Linked DNA regions of Mus musculus: region 1 is linked to region 2. The links are chromatin contacts, called in public Hi-C maps. All regions are on one chromosome and are shown on one strand. Each heading gives the region's core, a stretch centred on a gene start, on an enhancer-like site or on the middle of the called end of the contact. The rest is flanking DNA. Distances are from core to core; before and after follow the strand shown.

Region 1 (5,273 bases), core at 1,937-4,436, 330 kb after region 2:
GCCTGCTTCTCAGTCAGCATGCTGCACAAATATACAGCCACTCAATTAAAAATTAGTGAAATGAATTCCTGTTATGGAATAAAAGGGCTCCAGTCACACTCACCAAAGTCAGCTTTATTACACAAGCCTCACACTTGAAACCAAGTCCAGGTTCTGGTATCATCTTTGGAACGCTGTCTTTGGAAATTTGTAATACTGTTTGAACAGGGAAACTTACGTTTTCATTATATGCTAGGTCCCACAAGTTAAGTGACTGGTCCTGTCTACAATTATCTCAGTTTTTCTTTTCCCTCCTCTGGAATCACCCTTAGATAAAAACTGATTCTTGTCAAGAGGCACCCGTGGTGTATATCAGACTGTGAATGCTCGCAGCTGTGTCTGAGCATTCTGCCTTGTTTGGAAATGAACCTTGTAGGAGGCTCATGAAAGGAAGATTTCCAGTCCCTGGCTGAACAGCTGATGGGCTGAAATTGAGGCCAGCCGTAGCTCTTCCCCGAGTACACAGTAGGAAAGCATAAAAGACAGGGCTTTTGGTTGATTGAATGTGAGCACAGCTTGTGTAGAAGCTACTGGGTGGGACGGTCATCATTCTATAACCTTTGAATTGTTTCAGAGAAAGTTCTTTTTACATCATTCTGGAAGAATCCTGGGTGGTGTATATACTGATAAGGACAGATAACTTAGTCCTGTTCCCTGAGTGGATCGAGTTTTAATTGCTAAGTTGTGGCAAAATGCTGTGCTTAATTATGGACTGGGGTATCTAATTTGTCAGTCACCCTGCTATTTGAAACCCTTTCAATTGTTTTTACCATTGGCCCTTGCTTGCACTTGGGTGGCAGAGGGCCTTGTCTCTGTGAATATATCTAGGCAGCACTGTCACTTTGGAACTAAAAGAAGGAAATAGAAGTATAATTAATCCTAAATACTCAGGAACTATGTTTCCACTAACCACTTGGGCATTGAGAAGTCCTTCTTTGATAGATTGGTAGGTTGTAATCAGTGACTGTCTGGAACACTAGGTTTTAAGATCACTTCAGTACACACTGGCTGCGGGCCTGTGGGTTCATCCATGGAAAATGAAGGGCATGGATTATGTTATTACATACCTGGGATTAGGTTTGGTAATTTTCTTTTGTATAATTTAATCCTTTGAAAATTTCACACAGTATATTTGATCATAGTCTTCCCTCTCCTACCCATAGCTCCTCCCAAATTCCCTCCCTTCAATTTCATGTCTTTCTTTTTCCTTAAGAACCCATCAAGTCCAGTTGATGCTGCCCACACACTGAATCTGAGACATTCCACTGGAGTGTGGTGTACCTACCAGGGAGCACACTCTTAGAGAAAACTGATTCTCCCACTCTCAGAAGCCATCAACTGTTTCTATTTCTCCAGTGTCTTGATTTCCTTTCCCTTGCTGTGAAGAGACACTGTGTCTAAGGCATCTTATATAAGAAAGCATTTTATTAAAGGCTTGCATATAGTTTCAAGGCAGAGAGCATGGCAGCAGAGTGGGCAGGAACACAGGGGTAAAAGCTGAGAGCTTATCTGATCCACAAGCAGGAGGGAGGGAGGGAGGGACGGAGGGAGAGAGAGAGAGAGAGAGAGAACACTAACTGGTAAAAGACATGAGCTTCGAAACCTCAAAGCTCACTTATAATGACATCTCTTGTCCAAAAAGACCTACTAACCCTTACCAAGCAGTCAAACATGAGTCTCATTCAAACTAACATACTCAAGGGTAGGAGCATATGAATTTCTTCTCCCTCCATGCTAGAGTATTTTCCTGGCTTGATCATGTGCAGGTCTTATACAGGCAAACACAGGTACTGTGAGTTCATGAACACAGCTATCCTGCTAAATCCAAAAGACAGTGCTCCCCTCCGCTCCTCCCTGACCTCTGGCTCTTTATACTCTTTATACTCCATTTTCTGCATGGTCCCTGAGCTTTGGGAGCTAGTTTGATGTTCTCCTTGTGGCTAAACACTCCATAGTCATTGTATGGAGTTCCCTTTGACCAGTTATGAGTTTCTGTGTTAACCACTGCTTGCAACACAGAGAAACTTCTCTGATGAGTTCTGACAGCTGCACTGCTCTAAAGGTGAACAGATAGAAATTTAGAGAGTAGTTTGATACTGTGTCCAATTAACTAATAAAACAACAGCAAGTTCATCCATGGGTTCTTGGATTATAGTACCAGGCATACGTTTCCTCCTGTGGAACAGGTCTTAAATCCAGTCAGAGTTGTTGGTTACTCCCATAACATTTGTGCCATTATTATACCCAGGTACATATCTTGCAACACTGGTTATTATTGTACTTCACAGACTTTATAGCTGATAAGACTATTGGTAGATTTTTCTGCAGTAGCAAGTGAGAGACCCTATCTCAAAATAAGTAAGTATTGGGAAAATACTTCAGGAACAACACCAAGTGTTATATTCCAGCCTTTACACACACACACACACACACACACACACACACACACACACACATGCACATATGCACACATACACACACACACACCAATTATTGTTTATTTTCTATGGGATTGATGGGTTTCATAGCATTTGGAAGTTATTAATCTTCATTCTCTAAACCTGTGTGGCCATTAATATTCAATGTCTTGGTCCCTTTAAAATATAGCAAAGCAGGAAGAGCTGGGTTATTTTAGAGGAAAAAGCAAGTTACTGTGCACAATAGTCCCTAAGCAGATAGTCTAGGCTGTGGGCTCAGCACAAGTCAGGGAACTCAGCGTGCTGAAAGCCAGTGAGAAGAAACTGCTACCCTTCCCAAGTGACACAATGCCCAGCAACAGTCAGCTTCCAGCTCTGCAGAACTAAACTGCCAGCATGTAGGCCGTCACACCTTCTGCTCCTGAGGAGGCCTGATGGCATCAGAGTCACAGTATTGGAAACAGCAGAGCTGTATGTCACAAGGGTAAAACTGGTTCTAACTTTTCTTTGCCCAGAACATCATGTATTTGGGGATGTAAACACACTGGGGTGGCTTCCCCCAGTTGCCCTGTGTGTGTCCTCATGTGTGGACAGTCAGAAGACAAAGCCTCTATTGAGTTACATAAAGGCAGAGGAGGGGTGGGATGAGAGCCAGCCTTCTGGAAAGGCTGCTTTTCATTTTGGGCTAACTGCAGTAACCAAGTGGAATTTCCTGATGCATTTGCCAAGTGACAGAGCTGATGTTGAGAAGGAGCGTGAGGTGTTTTAGTTTAATGTTTGTTTTACAGAACAGGCTACAGGACAAAAGTTCTAAAGCCAAAAATAAAAGTTGTGTTTACTTTACCCAAGGAGCCATGTGACTAAACATTTTACATAGCCACCTCACGACTCAGCTGCCTGCATGTCCCATTGGCTCCAGCTGGCTCATAGTCTACTTCCATCCCAACTTTCCCTCTTTTCTATAGTATTTCTTCCTCTTTGCAGTGACAGGACCAAAGCTGTACAAAATGGAACCACATCTGCAGTCTGTCAGTGTTAGTTACACATGGAAGACAGACTCTGGGTCAGAAAGGCATTGAGTGGCATCATGTGGCTTGAGTCTGTGCTGTTCCCTAGTTCTTACTCAGTTTTGTTTGTAGCTTGCACTTCCCATTGCACCTTCACTGCAATCCTGGTTATATCTGAGTGGATTGTGAGAATCGCATAGAAGCCTGAGTAGACAAAAGTATAAGGACATCCAACTTTGGTGCCCAGATATTCGTGATTACTCTCCTGTCAGACACAGTAGTACTAGGGCCTGGAGAGAGGACTCAGTGGTTAAGAGCACTAGATGCTCTTTCAGAGAACCTGGTTTGGTTCCCAGCACCCACATGGCAGCTCACAATTGTCTGTAACTCCAGTTCCAGGGGCTCTGACACCCTCTTCGGCTTTCTATGGCCACCACATGCACAGGGTTCATTGATATATACACAGGTGAAGCACCCATACTCACAAAATAAAGTAAAAGTGGATCTTAATATAAAATGTGCCCCGGATATAGTTGAACTAGGTTCCTCTAATCAGTCAGCACTACAGCTGCCTCCAGACACATCCTGGGCCCTGCCATGGTCATTGAAGTCTGAGTGGCTGGGAGCAAGTCTTACTCTAGCAAGTGCAGAACACAGAGCAAGTGTCTGAGGGACACTGTTGAGGGTGGTGCTCTCACCCTGCGTGTATATGGAAAACCCTGTGGTGACTAGACATTAACTAGCAAAAGCCTGGCTTACCATGGTGATGGAAGATTCTTAGAGGTGGCCTGCTGTGGCTTCCCATCACAGTCTCCAGAGTAGCCTTGGTAGTTCTCTTGCCATGTGTGGCCATAATGTTTTGTGTTATATCTTAGCCCCTGTAACACCATTCCTGTTTCAACAGTTAACAAAGCACACTGATTTGGTTATATTTGCTTTTAGCAAATTATAAATTCTAAAATCCAAGACTTTTCAGCTCTTCTAGATCTTCCACAGGAAGGAACCCTGGCTAAGGTAGGTGTTAGGGATGGGCAGTAGTTCACCAGTTCGTAGTATTTGCTTCTCTTGCAGAAGACCTAGGTTCAGTTCTCAGCACCCACATTGGGCAGCTTACAATCTCGATTGCTGTCCAACACCCTTTTTTGGCCTCTACAGGTACCAGGCGTAAGAGTGATGTTTATGTATATACAGCCAAAGCATTCATACATGTAACATGAAGATAAATAGGATCGGTCCTGTGCTTACAGCCAAAGCATTCATACATGTAACATGAAGATAAATAGGATCGGTCCTGTGCTGTTGAGACAGAGTCTCATGGAGAAATAGGTACTTGTGAGATAGTCCATTCTTTGTGATGTGATGTGATATTACATGGAATAGACTGCTATAGGATTTGAAGAGGTTCTGCTCTGTGCATTCAGATACAGTATTGGAGAATTGGGGGTTAATAGGAAGATAGGAAGGCATTCTAGGTAGGCTGTGGATGAATGGAAAGTATGGATACAGTGGTACTCTGAATCTTAGTCAGCCAATCCAGAATACAAGATATGGGGAGCAATTAAGGTTGCATGGGTGTGAGAATGGAATCAGATTGGATGGTGCAGCGCCTTGAAGAAGGTGACAGGGTGTTTCAGGAAATATAAAAAAGAATGTCAAGTTCCCACGCTACTGCCAGCAGTTCTCTGCCTCGGCGGGCTAGCCAGCCTGTTCTTATCTTGTGAAGTCTCTCTGGCCCAGAGCTCCCGAAACGTTTCCCCCTAGCTTGCAAGGTTCTTACTGGCGGGTCACTACCATGCCAGCTCAGTGCTTC
Region 2 (5,647 bases), core at 2,256-4,755:
GCTGTTAACGCTGAGTTACAAAAAAAAAAAAAAACCCAAAAAACCAACTGAGTGACAGAGTAAGGACCATGGTGTGTACATCTTGGGCATCACTATTTCCTCATTTCCTGGGAGTTTGGAAAACGATGTGATTTTTCAATCATTTCTCTAGTCCACAGAGCATGGAGAGCTTTTCTCCTTCTCCCGTAGAGGGTCTCAGGTCCATGCTGGCCTCGAACTCCCTGTTTGTTTCCTTTTCTCTCCCTCCACCTCCTGAGTGCTGGGATCATGGACGTCTACGAACACACCCAGTCAATTCAGTGCTGGGGTTGACCCCAGAGTGAGGCAAGCTCTCTACCCACAGAGCTCCACCCACAGCCCTTGATTGCTTTCATTTTGAGCAAAGGTCTCACCTTGTTACTTGAGTTGGCTTGGAACTCACTAGGTAGCCTGGGCTGGCCTTGAACTTGCAGCAATCATTGTACCTCAACCTCCTGGTGCTGAGGTTGTTGGTATGAATCACCACGCCCAGCTGAGAAACCTTTTCTGATATCCCTGTAATGCGATGAACTGCCTGTCCCTAAGGTTGTCCCCTAAGGTTTGAGCTCATGAGCTGGTGACAAAGGCGAAAAGCAGTATACAGTGTCAGCAAGTGGGATAAGGATCTACTGACTCTCACCAACGGCTTTTGATTTTGTTTTTGTTATTTATTTATTTATAACTGGATCGTAGTCATAGAAGCAACCAAATGCCTAGTGACAGAAACATTAAAGTTGAGCTGCAGAAATGTCTCCAGCTAAGAGCAGGCATACAAGCAGGCATACAAACACGCCTTTTTCCAAGACAAATTCTCCTCTCTTCCCCCACTGGTACATGCTTCCCAGATCCCTCCCCACACACTTTTCCGCCTACAGGAATGACAACTACAGAACCATCAGCCTTTTGTATAACAGGAGCCTCCATCATGGCCCCGCTTGTCACCAGAGACCAGAGACCCAGTTGTTACAGCCTTGGTGGCTGTTTTCAGTGCCCCCCACTTTCTCTCACATCTCAGGGGGAGACAACCGTATGCTCTTGACAGCACCTTTCCTCCAGCGGATGCTTCTCCTCCTGATGGTGGAGGTGCTGCCCCTAGCCAGCATCCCTGTCTCCGTTCCATTTACACCCTGCTAGGTTAAAAGCCAAAGAATCAAAAGGAGTTGAGTAATTTTCTTCCTGGGGTTTCACACAGTTTCTTTCAGGGACGTCTTCAGTTTAGAGCAGGAGGGCTCCTCCCCAACCTTCCAGCTTCCTCCTCAGCCTCCGGAACTGACTCCACTGCCCACCACTTCACAGTGGGCCTTTTCCACCAGACACTTGGGATAGCCCTTAGGCCATTTCAGTAAAACCCCTCCAGCGCGTGAGCTTGCACACGGAGTCATTGTGCTACAGGCTGCATTTAGTTACCTCTGGGCTTCGCACTTAACTTCCTCCCCCAGACTCTAAAGTCTCAGAGAAGTTAGGGACAGGAGCATGCTCATATCTCTTGGCTCAGTACCTTTGCACTCAGAAACTAATCAATATGCTCAATGAATCTTTCAACCACCCTTCTTATATTAAACATAAAGGCAATGATTTAAGCACCATGAATCAAATAGTTAATCCCACTAGGATATAGTTTAAGGTGCATTGGCATGCCTTTGGGTGATTTTTGTCATTGTGTTGGCTAATCACAACTGTCAACTTGATGGAAATCACCTGGAAGAGCAGGCTCTTAAGGAGCTGCCTGGATTAGGTTGATGGAAACAAACCCTTTCTTCTTTAAATTGCTTTTATCAAGGTTTATTTTATCTTTTTAATTTTCTATGTCTGGGTGCTTTGTCTGCCTATAATATGTGAGCCATATGCATGCTGGGGGCCTGTGGAGGCCAGAAGAGGGCATCAGATCCCCTGGACCTGGGGTTAGGGATGGCTGTGAGCCACCATATGGATGTAAGGAATCAAACCCTGGTCCCTTGCAAGAGCAACCAGTGCTCTTGACCTCTGAGCCATCTCTCCAGCCCTGTGTCAGGGTATTTAATCAAAACAGTGGGGAAAGTAAAAGAGTAGTAAGCCTTGATGTGGATGGAGTTCAGCAGAACTAATTACTTCTTTGCATATAGCACAAGCAACGGCTAAGAGTCCAGTTTCTAAATATGTGTTCTATCTGGAGAAAAGCCCCTGTCTTCTCAACCAAAAATCACTTAACCCTTTGATGGACTGGAGAGGTCTCTCAGATCAAGCAGAACAGGACAAAAATCATCTAACATTGTGAAGACATACTGCGAATGGTCAGTGAATGTTCAGTCAGTCTGACATATGACAAGGCTCAGAAACAACTGTAATATGAAAGCCCTCCTCACCCGCCACCACTCAGGCCTGACCCAGAAAGCTGGAGTCAAGGTCTTCAGTGGTGAGGATGCACAGGATGGGAGTGGAGGAAGGTCCTGCCAGGTGGCAGGCCTGACAGATGTGACTGGGGATGGAACAACCCTAAGGGTGCATGAAGAAAACCAATAAAGTTCAGCGTGGATCCCCAAATCCGGGGCCCAGGGGGCAGGGGAGTTCTTGTTGCAAATAGACTCTATTCATGGCAGACAGAGCCTCCAGTGAGACGTCCTCAGATAGTCCCAGTAGTGAGGACAGTCTCTCCTGGAGGAACACGCAGACAAAAGCATAGAAATCCCAACCACCACCCTCTGAACCCAGAGAGTGACTTAGCTACTCCTGCATCGCTGTGAGCTAAAACGTGACAAGGCAACCTGAAGGAAGGAGAGGCTTAGCTCAGTTCAGAGGGTCAGATCTGTCAGTCAGTTATCCCAGAGAAGGTGTGATGGACCCAGCTCTTCCTACCACAGTGTCAAGAAACCAAGAACGAGACAGGAAGGGGGTCATGGGCTCCTTCCTTCTTCCTTGTTCCTCCCTTCCTTGTTCCTTTTTTGTTCCTTTCCTTCCAGCCTGGTCAGTAAACAAGAAACAAAATATCTGCCTGCGAGTTCCAACAGCCAGTGTACTGGGCTTTCTGCTCTCTCTCCTCCCCCTCGCTCACTAGTGTCTGGTATAGGGGTGGGGTTTCTATGAATGCCCTGAGCTACCTTTGTGCTGTTTTTAGGCTTTCTATTCTATAGACCAGAAAAAAAAATTGCTGAAATTAGGAGACATTTGAATGTTCCTCCTCAAGCCCAGAAAAGCTCTCTGCTGTTGCTATGTTTAAGAGCCCAGCATCGAGCTGTTTGGGCTTATGTCTTGCTGTTATGTAATAAATATGTTTTTCAGCTTTGGAAATCTGAGTACCTCTTGCAAGGATGAAAATGGTGGTCTCACAATGCTGTGCACCCCGGGGACACTTGGAAGAGGGTGGGAGAAGACAACAGAATACCTTGGGAGTATTCAAAGAGGGATGTGTGCAGAGGCGATATGAATGACTACTGAATTCCCAAAGAAACAGCAGAGGGGAGAAGAGAAGGGAGAAGAGGGGAGGGATGCTATGTATGCACTGGTGCCAGGGAATGCGTCATCAGAAACCACACTAAAGCTGCTGCAGAAGTCAAAGAGACACAGGAGAGGTGGACTGGTCTATTGGAGAAAGGAGATTTTATTAGCTCCTTCTATTATATAACAATTTACCCTGGTCTCTGCTGCTTAAAATAGAGTGCATTTATTATCAGGCAGTTGTGCGGTTCAGAAGTGTGGCAGTTATGGCTTGAATGTATGTCCCCCATAGGCTCCTGTGCTTGCACACTTACTCCCCTACTGGGGTGCTGATCAGGGAGGTTGTGGAGCTTCACGGAGGAAGTGGCTCATTCCAGGTAGGCCACGAGACCTGATAGCCCAGCCCCATTTCCTGTTCTCTCTCCACCCTTAAGTGTGGATTCAGGGTGACCAGACAGCCTCTTGCACTTGCTAATGTTCCCTCCTCATATACAGCCACGACCCTACCCCCTGCACGCTTCCCCCCTCCAGGAAAGGCATCCCTATAAAACTATAAACCAAAATCCACCCTTTCTTTCTTAAGATGCCTTTGTCAGGGTATTTATCAAAGAAAGAATCAAGAGCTGAAGATGGGCAGCGTAGCCAGTTCTCTGCTTGGTTAGGATCTCACGAAGTAAGGAGTTCACGTCCCCACTCCTACACCATTACCAGCAGAATATGGTTGCCCTTGGTCACAGGACCAAGGTTCAGTGCCCTTGCTGGATGTTGCTCAATTAATTACAATTCCTTACCTTGTGGCTCTCTTGCACAGTCGAGGCAGGGGTATCAGGAGTTCAAAGTCAGCCTTAGCTACATATACTGAGTTCAAGGCCAACCTGGGCTACATGATGCTCAGGTCACATTCTTCCGCCCTGTAATCAGGGTCCCCGAGTTCTACTACTTGATTTTCAGGTTGCTGATTATGAGAGCGGTTCTGTTACCAGGAGTCAGGTCTGGGCTCCAGGTGCGCCTCCAGGATTTTGGCCTCTTATTGAAATGAGGCTCCCACAGATTTGCAGAAGTAACAAGAGAACTTTATTCAAAGTAAAGAGCTTGGACAGATCAGATCCACTGTTGAGAGTGACAATAGGCCACAAGAGGAAAGGTACTCAAGGGCCCCCAGTTATTGCCTCGATCTTCCTTTTATTATTATGGGGGTTTGAAAGAGAACAGACCCCATAGGCTCGTACATTTGAATGTTTGGTCCTCAGTTGGTAGAACTATTTGGGAAGGATTGGGAGATGTGGCCTTGTTAAAGGAGATGTGCCACTGGAGGTAGGCTTTGAGGTTTCAAAAGGCCACACTAGGTGTCTCCCCCTCTCTCCTCACCAGGTCCCCACTCCCCCCTACCAGGTCTCCCCCATCCCCCTCCCCCCACCAGGTCTCCCCCCACCAGATCTCCCCACCTCCCCCTCCCTACTAGGTCTCCCCTCCCCTTGCCTGCTTCCTGTGGATCGTGATGTAAAGCCCTCAGCTACTGCTCCAGCACCATACCTGCCTGCCAGCTGCCATGAGCCCCACACCATGGTAGTCATACATTAGCCCTCTGAAACTGTAAGCAAGTTCCCATTTAAATATTTTCTTTTATAACTTGCCTTGGTCATGGTGTCTTATCACATAAAAAAAAATCTATAAAAAAGGAGGGATTCGGTTACTGGTGGTATGGTTTAGGTGGTTGCCTATTTTGATAGATAGATTCTGTTATATAACCATTTTTCTGTTCTGTGTATCCCAAGGTGGGGCAGTCTCTGGATGGCCTTTCTTTCAGTCTCTGTTCCATTTGTTTGTTTGTTTGTTTGTTTGTTTGTTTTTGTTTTTCGAGACAGGGTTTCTCTGTGTAGCCCTGGCTGTCCTGGAACTCACTTTGTAGACCAGGCTGGCCTCGAACTCAGAAACCCGCCTGCCTCTGCCTCCCAAGTGCTGGGATTAAAGGCGTACACCACCACTGCCCAGCTCTCTGTTCCATTTTTGTCCTTGCGTTTTCTTTAGACAGGGACAATTCTGGGTTAAAAATTTTTAGATGGGTAGGTGGCCCCATCCCTCCACCAGGGGGCTGTGCTTATCTACTGGAGGTGGTCTCTTCAGGTCCCATTTCCCCTCTGTTAGGTATTTGGCTAATGTCATCCCTGTTGGGTCCTGGGAACCTCTTGCTTCTCTGGTGTCTGGGACTTTTTAGTGG

Evidence for each region. Hi-C and Micro-C count contacts between places; a contact is called where the count stands out from the background.
Region 1: a Hi-C map of cerebral cortex shows a contact between it and region 2, with 2.6 times the contacts expected there. The contact joins two enhancer-like sites. A contact is called at or near these places in 1 of 484 Hi-C or Micro-C datasets (cerebral cortex), 2 of 115 datasets of contacts at active chromatin or transcription factors (astrocytes and neural progenitor cells) and 3 of 9 other capture datasets (adipose tissue, embryonic stem cells and pancreatic islet).

Annotation. Positions count from the first base shown.
Region 1 is chr12:82,409,510-82,414,782 of GRCm38.p6, forward strand. The region is part of intron 10 of Sipa1l1 (signal-induced proliferation-associated 1 like 1); the gene reads left to right. Among named protein-coding and RNA genes, the nearest start is that of Gm30916, 20 kb to the left of the region's middle. Within about 2 kb of position 3,187, at least 77 of the 459 cell types and tissues checked have an H3K27ac peak or open chromatin away from gene starts, as enhancers often do. A contact at or near this core is called in cerebral cortex, where this site is marked.
Region 2 is chr12:82,077,271-82,082,917 of GRCm38.p6, forward strand. All of the region lies in intron 3 of Gm30799 (a long non-coding RNA gene), which reads left to right. Among named protein-coding and RNA genes, the nearest start is that of Gm30799, 10 kb to the left of the region's middle. Within about 2 kb of position 3,506, at least 24 of the 459 cell types and tissues checked have an H3K27ac peak or open chromatin away from gene starts, as enhancers often do. A contact at or near this core is called in cerebral cortex, where this site is marked.